Regions from separate parts of the Hordeum vulgare genome. Here region 2 is linked to region 1. A link is a contact called in public Hi-C data. All regions are on one chromosome and are shown on one strand. Each heading gives the region's core, a stretch centred on a gene start, on an enhancer-like site or on the middle of the called end of the contact. The rest is flanking DNA. Distances are from core to core; before and after follow the strand shown. Region 1 has its middle 12 kb from the start of LOC123445399. Region 2 has its middle 27 kb from the start of LOC123440837.

Evidence for each region. A called contact is a pair of places that touch in the nucleus more often than the background predicts.
Region 2: a contact with region 1 is called in a Hi-C map of seedling, with 4 times the contacts expected there. The contact joins two enhancer-like sites. A contact is called at or near these places in 2 of 6 Hi-C or Micro-C datasets (leaf and seedling).

The regions. Positions count from the first base shown.
Region 1 is chr3H:587,619,561-587,623,863 of MorexV3_pseudomolecules_assembly, reverse strand. No RefSeq gene overlaps it. Among protein-coding and RNA genes, the nearest start is that of LOC123445399, 12 kb to the right of the region's middle. Within about 2 kb of position 2,438, at least 3 of the 3 cell types and tissues checked have open chromatin away from gene starts, as enhancers often do. A contact at or near this core is called in seedling, where this site is marked.
Region 2 is chr3H:587,796,211-587,800,513 of MorexV3_pseudomolecules_assembly, reverse strand. No RefSeq gene overlaps it. Among protein-coding and RNA genes, the nearest start is that of LOC123440837, 27 kb to the left of the region's middle. Within about 2 kb of position 2,408, at least 1 of the 3 cell types and tissues checked has open chromatin away from gene starts, as enhancers often do. A contact at or near this core is called in seedling, where this site is marked.

The DNA.
Region 1 (4,303 bases), core at 1,189-3,688:
ATGCTACATCAGGATGTACTACTTTCATTCGGTGTGTTCTTAGCTATACATAGGAGTTCAAAAAAATGCACGCTCCTTTCTTTGCTGATTGTAGATTTTCAACCTTCAGTAAATATAGATGTATTTTGTACGTGCAGGTTTGATGCATGATTCCATATGCATCTCAGCTTGTGCAAGACATGTGTATGTGTATTTCCAATAATTATTACTTCATTTACAAATGGCACCTTCTGTGCGCATGACAAGTGCGTTATACATTAGTACCATGTTGCCTACACATTGAGCATATTATTTTTCTTAATAATGTGTGATATTTTAATCCCGGTCACAATAACAATTCCTTATTTTTCTCGTGATTTGATTGTGCTCTTTCAGAGCTATGTATCTGTATAGATGTGGTGTTTTAAAATTTTATTAATGGAACCTCTCAATTTTTAGTTTACTTTAAGGGTATATTATGAGCATGTAAACATGTGTGACAATCAAATTGTCACATATACTACTTTATTTTGGTAGCAACCGTGTTATGTACATCCATGAGAGCTATTGCACAATCCTGTTCCCACTTATGGCTTTTTTACACTTCTATATATGTTGCTTCTTCTTTTACTTTTTTTAAGTTATTTATCCTTGTGTTTAAAGTCTTGATGTGCGCAGAACTACTTCTGCAGTGAGCCAGCATCTGGTGAGCTAGAGCATGTCATGTATTCCTACAACATGCCACCATCAGTCAAGGTGGTCGTCAATTCATATCGAGCTTGACGAGTACTTTGATAATGGTGTTGCCTGCTCTTGTTGGGTCGTTGATCCAAGGCCCATCTACGTGGAAGTTGCTATTTTTTTCATAGATTGGCAAGGAGGTGCTTGATAGGAGAAAATGAACTGGAAGAGCATGAGACATTGGACATACATAACAGAAGAAAAATTTCAATCAAATGTCACCATGTTCCTTTTCGCTATCCGGTGTTGAGAACCTACATAATGCACACAAGTTTAGATATTCAGTGTGCTGGTAGTGTGTTGTCATAGTTTTCTGTTAACCGGGCATGTTGGTTGTCCTACTTAATGTTCATGTTAGTCCTAACTCATCACATCGTTCTCGATCTCATGTCATGCGTGAAGTTTTGATCTGCAACCATACAAAAACAGAAAGCATGTCTTAGGTTCATGGTAATATTGAAATTTGGAGGTGATCAAATCATATGCTTTTGGGTTGAAACAACTTAAACTAACTATTGCATACATCTTGGCTCTAGATTTCTGGTTTGTATTTTGTCCATGATGAAGACACGGAGCCTGTAGATCTTGATTTGTTAAGCTCCTTTCCGCTCTCAAGGAGGTCAAATGGTCCCTCTTGGGGGCGAAGAGGACATTCTTGAAATCAAGCTGATACATCACAGAGAAGTGCTTGAGCGGAAGATGCTCCTCGCGAGCTCCTCCCAAGTCATTTCAAGGATATAGGTATTGCTTAAGTCTCCTTTCAACTAACTAATTGTCATAAAAAGGAAATTGAAAGAATATTTTGAATCAATAAAAAACATTCAACATTCTATATTAATTGCCGCTAATTTAGGACAACATTATACTAAATCAACCATAACTAATATGAAACGGAGGGAGCATAACATATAAAAGCACAAGATTTAAAAGAGTGCTCTCACATGATGTTGAGAAAAATTGTGAAGGGAGAGAGAGAATGATTGCATGAGACGAATGAAGAGGGAGAGAGAAACAATTTCTCGTGTAGGAGTTGAAACCATGAGTTGACACATATTCTTTAGTTGAAAATTTATTTAATCACTATTTTATATTTCCTATAAAAAAATAACCATTATCGAATAATCTTTTCACATCATATTATCATATTCCCGTGGCGACGCACGGGCATCCAACTAGTTACACATACATGCACGCACGTATCTACACCAAACCGCTGGCCTGCTTCGCACCAATTATCGTGGGAAGCAAAGGCTTCGGTAGCCAAGGTACCACTAGATAGCGAGTTGGCTGTCTTCAACAATTAATATGAGTTGAACATTCGTGATCATACACTTGCACACTAATCATACGTCTCAACCGAAAGGGGGCGGCTCATGACACAATTCTTTATCCCATGTTACATATCTTATCAGTATCATGTTTGCCTTCGTCAGGTTGGTTGGTTTCCTTGCAAGCTACTCCGAAAGTCGCCGGCTCTTCTCCATGGAGCTTGTTTGTCCTCCCCCGGTGCGCGGTGGTTGAGGTCTCGTCCGCTTCGTGCGTGCGTCCTCCGAGTTCTCCAACCGACGGCCACGTACTCGGCGCCCCTTTCCAGGTAGGCCGTGCCAAGATTTCCTCTTGGCCCGTTCGGTCGCATCGCCCACGTACGTCCTAGGAGCTGTGCTGGTGGACTGCTGCCGGTGCTGATGAATCTTTTTTTGGTTGGCTGAGAAGAAAACAGCGTGCGTGTCGTCTTGGGCGCTTCTGTTCTCCTTCTGATCTCGTGGAAGGCGGAAAGGTGTGTGATGTGATGTGATGTGACGCCACCGGTCAAGACTTAGGAGCGAGGGAGAGGGAGGACGAAAGCACGCACGCACGCTCGGGCTCGATCAGGTCCCGGCAACTCCAACGCGTGCATCCAAATAAAAGGTGATTTTATCCTTTTTTTTTTTGTTTGTTTGTATGGATCGTCCGGTTGACGTCTGCCCTGTTTAGTATTTGGGCCGGCAATGCGTCCAACATCTATGCATATATTTGAGAAGGTTTGCGGCCATAGATCAAGTCCGTGTCCATTGCCATCGCTTAAAGTTCATGTCGATACCATGCCAGCTTCAAAAAACATCATACAGTTCATACTAACACATTTGTCAGCGGTCGACACACATGGCAGCACACAAAAAAGGGACTGGAGATCGACCATGCCATAGCGGCTGTGGCCATGCTAGCATACTTGCCGACATACAAAAAAGGATGGCGTTCGCCGTCATAGATCACTCGGCGTCGAAGTTGAGCATCTCGGTCTGCATCTTTTCAAACCACGACCTCTTCCTTGACGACACGGTGTTGAGATCCACCTTCATGATCTCCACCCTAGGTACAATAGCGTCACCCTCGTTGCCGTCGCGACGCATGTAGCGGTATCCTCCCGCTGTGCGACGACGGCTCTGGCCGCGGCGGCCGCTGCTTCGTCCCTTGCATCCGTCGCGTGTCTCCGCCATTTCTCTTCGCCGCTCCCTGGCCCGCTCCTCGGGCGTCACCTCCTTCTTCTTCTTGGACGCGGTGGCTGTCTTGCGGGGGGCGCGAGGCTTGCCTTTATGGGAGGGGGCGGTTGTGATGCCGGACGAGGCGAGGGAGGTAAGGCCGGCGGCGGCATCGAGGTCGTCATGCATGGCGAGCGGCCGGGAGAGCATGGGGGCGGGAGGGTTTTGGGAAAGTGGAGGGAAACGGTGAAGGCTTTGCCACCGATTGGCGGGCCAAGGGGAGTAGTTAGTGTGCGGCGCGCGCGTCCTTCTTGTGTCCGCGTCAATGCAAATCAGGCTAAAATGGGTCCGGAATGGGTCGGCACGCGGACAAAAGGTGGACGCATGTCCATTTGAGTCGGCATGTTGGGACTATTTTTCTGTCCGCACGATCCAAACGGACGCGCGTGGACGAAATGGGTCGGTGCGTTGGAGTTGCTCTTAGAGCATCTACAACCGGACCCCTCAAACCCTCTTCAAACGCCCATGCACGGTCACAACAATTTGACCCAAACGGACCTCTCAAGCCGACCGTAAACACCCGGGCTTACCGACACCTCCATTTTCAGCCCAAATATGGGGCGGATATGGCAGAGCCCAGGCGCTCCCGGGCATGTCGAACTAACAGCTTGGCCCCATGCGGAATCGCCGGGAAACCCGACGGTCCGACGGGGCCCCCGACCGTCGGCGCGGTGTGAACGTCGCGTACTGCCTCTCTGGAGTCGGGGCCGGCTATTTAAGCCGACCGACGCCCCAGCCCTAGCACATCCGCCTTCTCCCTCTCTCCGCCGCCACCCGAGCTATTCCCTCTCCGAGCCCGTCAGCCATGCCACTACGCCGCCAGCGTTACACGATCCAGTGTCGTCTCTTCCTCCTTCAGCAGGTCCGAATCCGAAGGGAAGCGCGGCTACCTCTGGAACCGGAGGAGGATTTCGAGGAGAAGGAGATGGGGAAGGAGCCCGAGGAGGAGCCATAGGGGCCGGAGGAGGAGGCGTCGGCTGTCGTCGTTTTGTGGCCGGAGTAGCCGGCCATCCTCAGCTCCATTCGCTAGGAGTCGGCTACGGTATCCAGGCGTTGAATGGAGG
Region 2 (4,303 bases), core at 1,159-3,658, 180 kb before region 1:
AAAAATTGATGAAACAGTACACTCATACCTTTTCTCAATCTGGCTGGAGTATACATCAGTTTCATACATCATCACTTTCATAGATCCGCAGCTCCTCGGATGTTTTTTGAGCTGAAATTTTGCAAGGGGCTCAAACATTTGACAAAGTTTGTTGTCTCAAAATTTCAGATTTTTGGATTTTGTTTGATAATTTTTTTTCCACCTTTTCCATACTCGGGTTTAGTACACCCGAGAGTACTCACACCTTTCCGCTTGCAAAGGTAGCAAGACCCACAGGGAACACGCGGCACGGTGTATGTTCAAAGGTTCAATCACAGAACCAGAATTCTGCTCCATGCATGCTTACCGTTGCTTTCAACTACTGTCATCTGCACAAGCAAAACCCACAGGCAACATAATCGATAAGCTTACTGTTGTTGCATTACAAGAACATTTTGAGCTCTAGAGATTGAGTCCTAAACTATTTTGTTTCATAGCAAAAATAGCATGTAATCATCTGGATCCCCATACCCATCTAGCTGATTTTTCTGCAGTAACGCCGAAATCCAACAAAGAACAAATTGCAAAACCAAGGTGCATGACCAAGTGCACCCAGAGTACAGTTTGGTTCACAAACACAAGCTTCAAGTAGGTTGAGCATATTTTCCTTACCTGAAGATATATATCAATGCTGTAACCAAGAGGTGAAGTAGGAACACACATCTAATCAGACAAACAGCTACTCGCAAACAACGTCACTCTCAATCAGGCGCACTGGCGCAGAACAAGTCTGACAGGCAACTTTCACATTCAACTTAGACGTGTTCAAAGAGTAGGTTGCAGACAGGAAAAGCTATACAAGTACACATATAATTAAGCTCGATATATTATTCTGGATTAGGCAATCAGATCAGCAAGAAGATAACCGAATAATTGAGATAGATAGCATAGGTTTCCATCCATGCAGCAAGGTGACCTCATCGAAGGCAGGCAGGCGCCTCTGTGCGTGTCCTGCAGCGACCCGCACATGCCCCCCACATCAGGACAGTTCCAGATGGCATAAAATTTTAGGGGGCATTTATGGTTGGCTCAAGTAAAACGTTTGGTATGCAAAGCACAGCTGAAGTTATTAAGACCAATTGTGCTATAAACATTGCATGAATCCTTCATCCAAAGTGGTTAACAGCTGAACTGAAATAATAAGAGATAATAATTGCAAACCGTGCAACAGAAAAATGTAGTAAGATGTTCATTGATTTTCAGCTTGTGGTACCAGTCTTTTCTAGAATACTACTACTACAACCAATTCCAAATCTTGCTATAGTGGTTAGCTTAGTTTCCATAAGACCTACCTAACCATCTCCATCGTTTCTCTGAATTATTGGCTATTGGGCAAATGGACAGAATAAGACATTGGAACCTAACCTAAAATCTCATTCTGTTCAGAAGACCACTGGATCCAGACGTAAAATCAATTCTTCAGTTCAAGAAATAGTGAATGAGCCATAAAGATTGCCATGTACTGAGAAGACCACTAGATCAATAGCAGTAGAAACATAACATTTTAGCATCAACACAAGCAGTAGAAACATCATTGTAAAAGGGTGTCGAAACAAGCATACATTTCATTCATGAAACCACATAACAGTCACTTCCGATCATAGCATTTTATACATCAACACAAAAAGAAGAAATCAGCAGGCTCATAGCCGATCCAACACATAGACATTGCAGCTCATGGGGACTAGGCCGTTAAGAAGGACCACGTCACTCAACAGCCGTCAGATGAAAGGTGAAGCGTCCACAACATAACTTTCTAATGCCGTAAAGAAATCATGCAGAACAAGAGTTTGTTTGAGCTGATGTCTATAAGCAAATACTTCGTCAAAGGTAGCAACCAGTTCACCATCAGTGTCAACGTAAAACATCCAATGACCAAAATTGACCAGCAAGATCACATCACCATCATCCAAAGCAACGATCACGTACCAATAGCCCTGACCGTAAGGGTCTTCATGCTTCTCCTTGATCTCCGCGATCGGCAATTCAACCCGGTACTTTAAATCCCAGACCTCACTCTCATAGTACTGCAACACCCATATATCAACAATTCCCGTGGCCTTGTTACAGCCATAGATGCCAAGCATGTCATCCATATCAAAGATATATGAGGTGGTGGAAATAACTGGAGCACGCATCTCCCGAAACGACTCAGCTATGGGGTCAAATACTATTATCAGTCTGCTTTCGGTCTCATACTCACTTTCAGTGGGACAATACACTGGGTACCAATGTAGGCTATCACGCACCCGGACAGGTATACCCGATAATGCCAATTTGGTTCCCGGGCAGCCGATGTACCTGGGTGGCTGGTCGGAGCCTAACACAAACACATAGAAGCCAGTTTGGTAACCCCGTTTCAGTAACAGCCGGTACTCGCCAGTAGGCCCATGTGGGTACATCCCCAAGATCCTGAAGTCCAGCAGCTGGGGGAGGGGAGCATGCTGATGCGTGGCCGGGTTGCAGACGGAGAAGGTGCTAGAGTCATCCGTGTAGTCAAACATGGTGAGGACAAGAAGGCCGTCGCAGGAGGCCTCCAGACTGAATGGTTTGTCAAGCCGGGCGACGGTGTGGAGCTGGGCGGCGGCAGCGGCCCGGTGGTCGAAGGCGGTGATGTCATGGTGGCTGGTACTGCTATTGCACGAGGCTGCAGAGAATACGGTGAGGGCAGGCTGGCGAGCGTGGTGGGCGAGGAGGAAGCGGCGGGTGGAGGTGGCGCAGCGCCAGTCGCGGCGGACGGCGCGGCAGCGGAGGAGGGACTTGGGGTCGAGGCGGACGAGGATATCCCAGAGGACGATATCGTCTAGGAGGCCAGGGAGGAGAGGCGTTGCTGCTTCTGCCGCGGCCTCCTTTGCCGCCATGGTCGCCGGCTGCGGAGTGGTGGTGGGTGGTGGCGGCGGAAGGGAGGTGGGAGTGGAGTGTTAGGTCTTTCGGCGGAGTGAAAATGGATGCAAGTCTGACTTCAGCTGGGCTGGGGCGCTGGGCCAGATTCGTCTGCAAATTCCTTTTAATATACTAGGAAATGTGTCTGTGCATTGTAACAGGGAAAAACAAAATGTTGCACGCTCCTAACGATCCATTTAATTTTGTTGTTATTTTTCTATTCATCATAATCGTTAATGATGTTCATATTGTCCATTATACTTTTTATCATTGCTAACAATCAATTTTAAGATGATGTGTTTTTCATTATACTTTAGCACAACATGTACAGGGGCATCGCTATAGAGTAAACTGCTTCGGACAAGGATTTTTGTAATATGGTCCGTGTTCATCATATATGTATGCCTCATGGTCGCCGCGCTCTAACCTGAGGATGACACCTACAGTTTATGGAGAGGAGACCGCCATGGTAAGATTAAATCTGTTGTAAAATGCAGATTTTCACATTTTTATAGTTTCCGTGGACATTTTTTAAAATTTCTTCCACATTTTCTTCGAATTCAAGGATTTGTTTTGAATACATGATCATTTTAAAATAATGACTGTTTTATATTTGCTGAATATATTTTTTGAAAATATGAAATTGTGAATTCTTTTACAATATCAAGACAGTTTTTTTAAATCATCAACATTTTTTTAGTCCATGAACATTTTATGATTTCCCTAACCTTCTTTTTGAATTCCCAAACATTTTATGATCTCATCAGTATTTTTTAAATCCGTGAACGTTTTATCATTGCCTAAACATTTTTTTGAAATCCCATTACATTTTATGATTTCATGAATATTTTTGCTCAAAACTCAAAAGTTTTTTAATTGGAAATTTGCAAATTCTGAATTAATTTAAGGAAGATAAAAAACAAATGGAAATAATAAAACGAAAATGCGTGACGAAAAAAAATGTAGGTTCCAGGTATCGAACCTGGGTCACCTAGGTGGAGGACCCGCGCTCCAACCACTACGCCAAGTGTCGTGGTTTTGTCACGGCAGATGTCCTCGTAAAAGGACTTAGTGATGGAGCAATTGCACCTTGATGACGACTCAATGGGGGTGAGCGGAAGCGAGACTCATATTTACACAGGTTCGGCCCCTCCGGTGGAGGTAAAAGCCTAAGTCATGCTTTGTTTATATTGATGGTGGATTCGATTACAAGAAGGGTGTAACTCGTCTGACCTAACTCTCGATGGATTCTAACTTAACCTCTCTGCCCTAGAGACTCGCCTTTATATATATATATATATATATATATATATACAAAGTCCTAGTCACGTTACAAACCATGGCTTTCCATATCTCTAAGTCGTCGTGTCTTTCAAGTCAG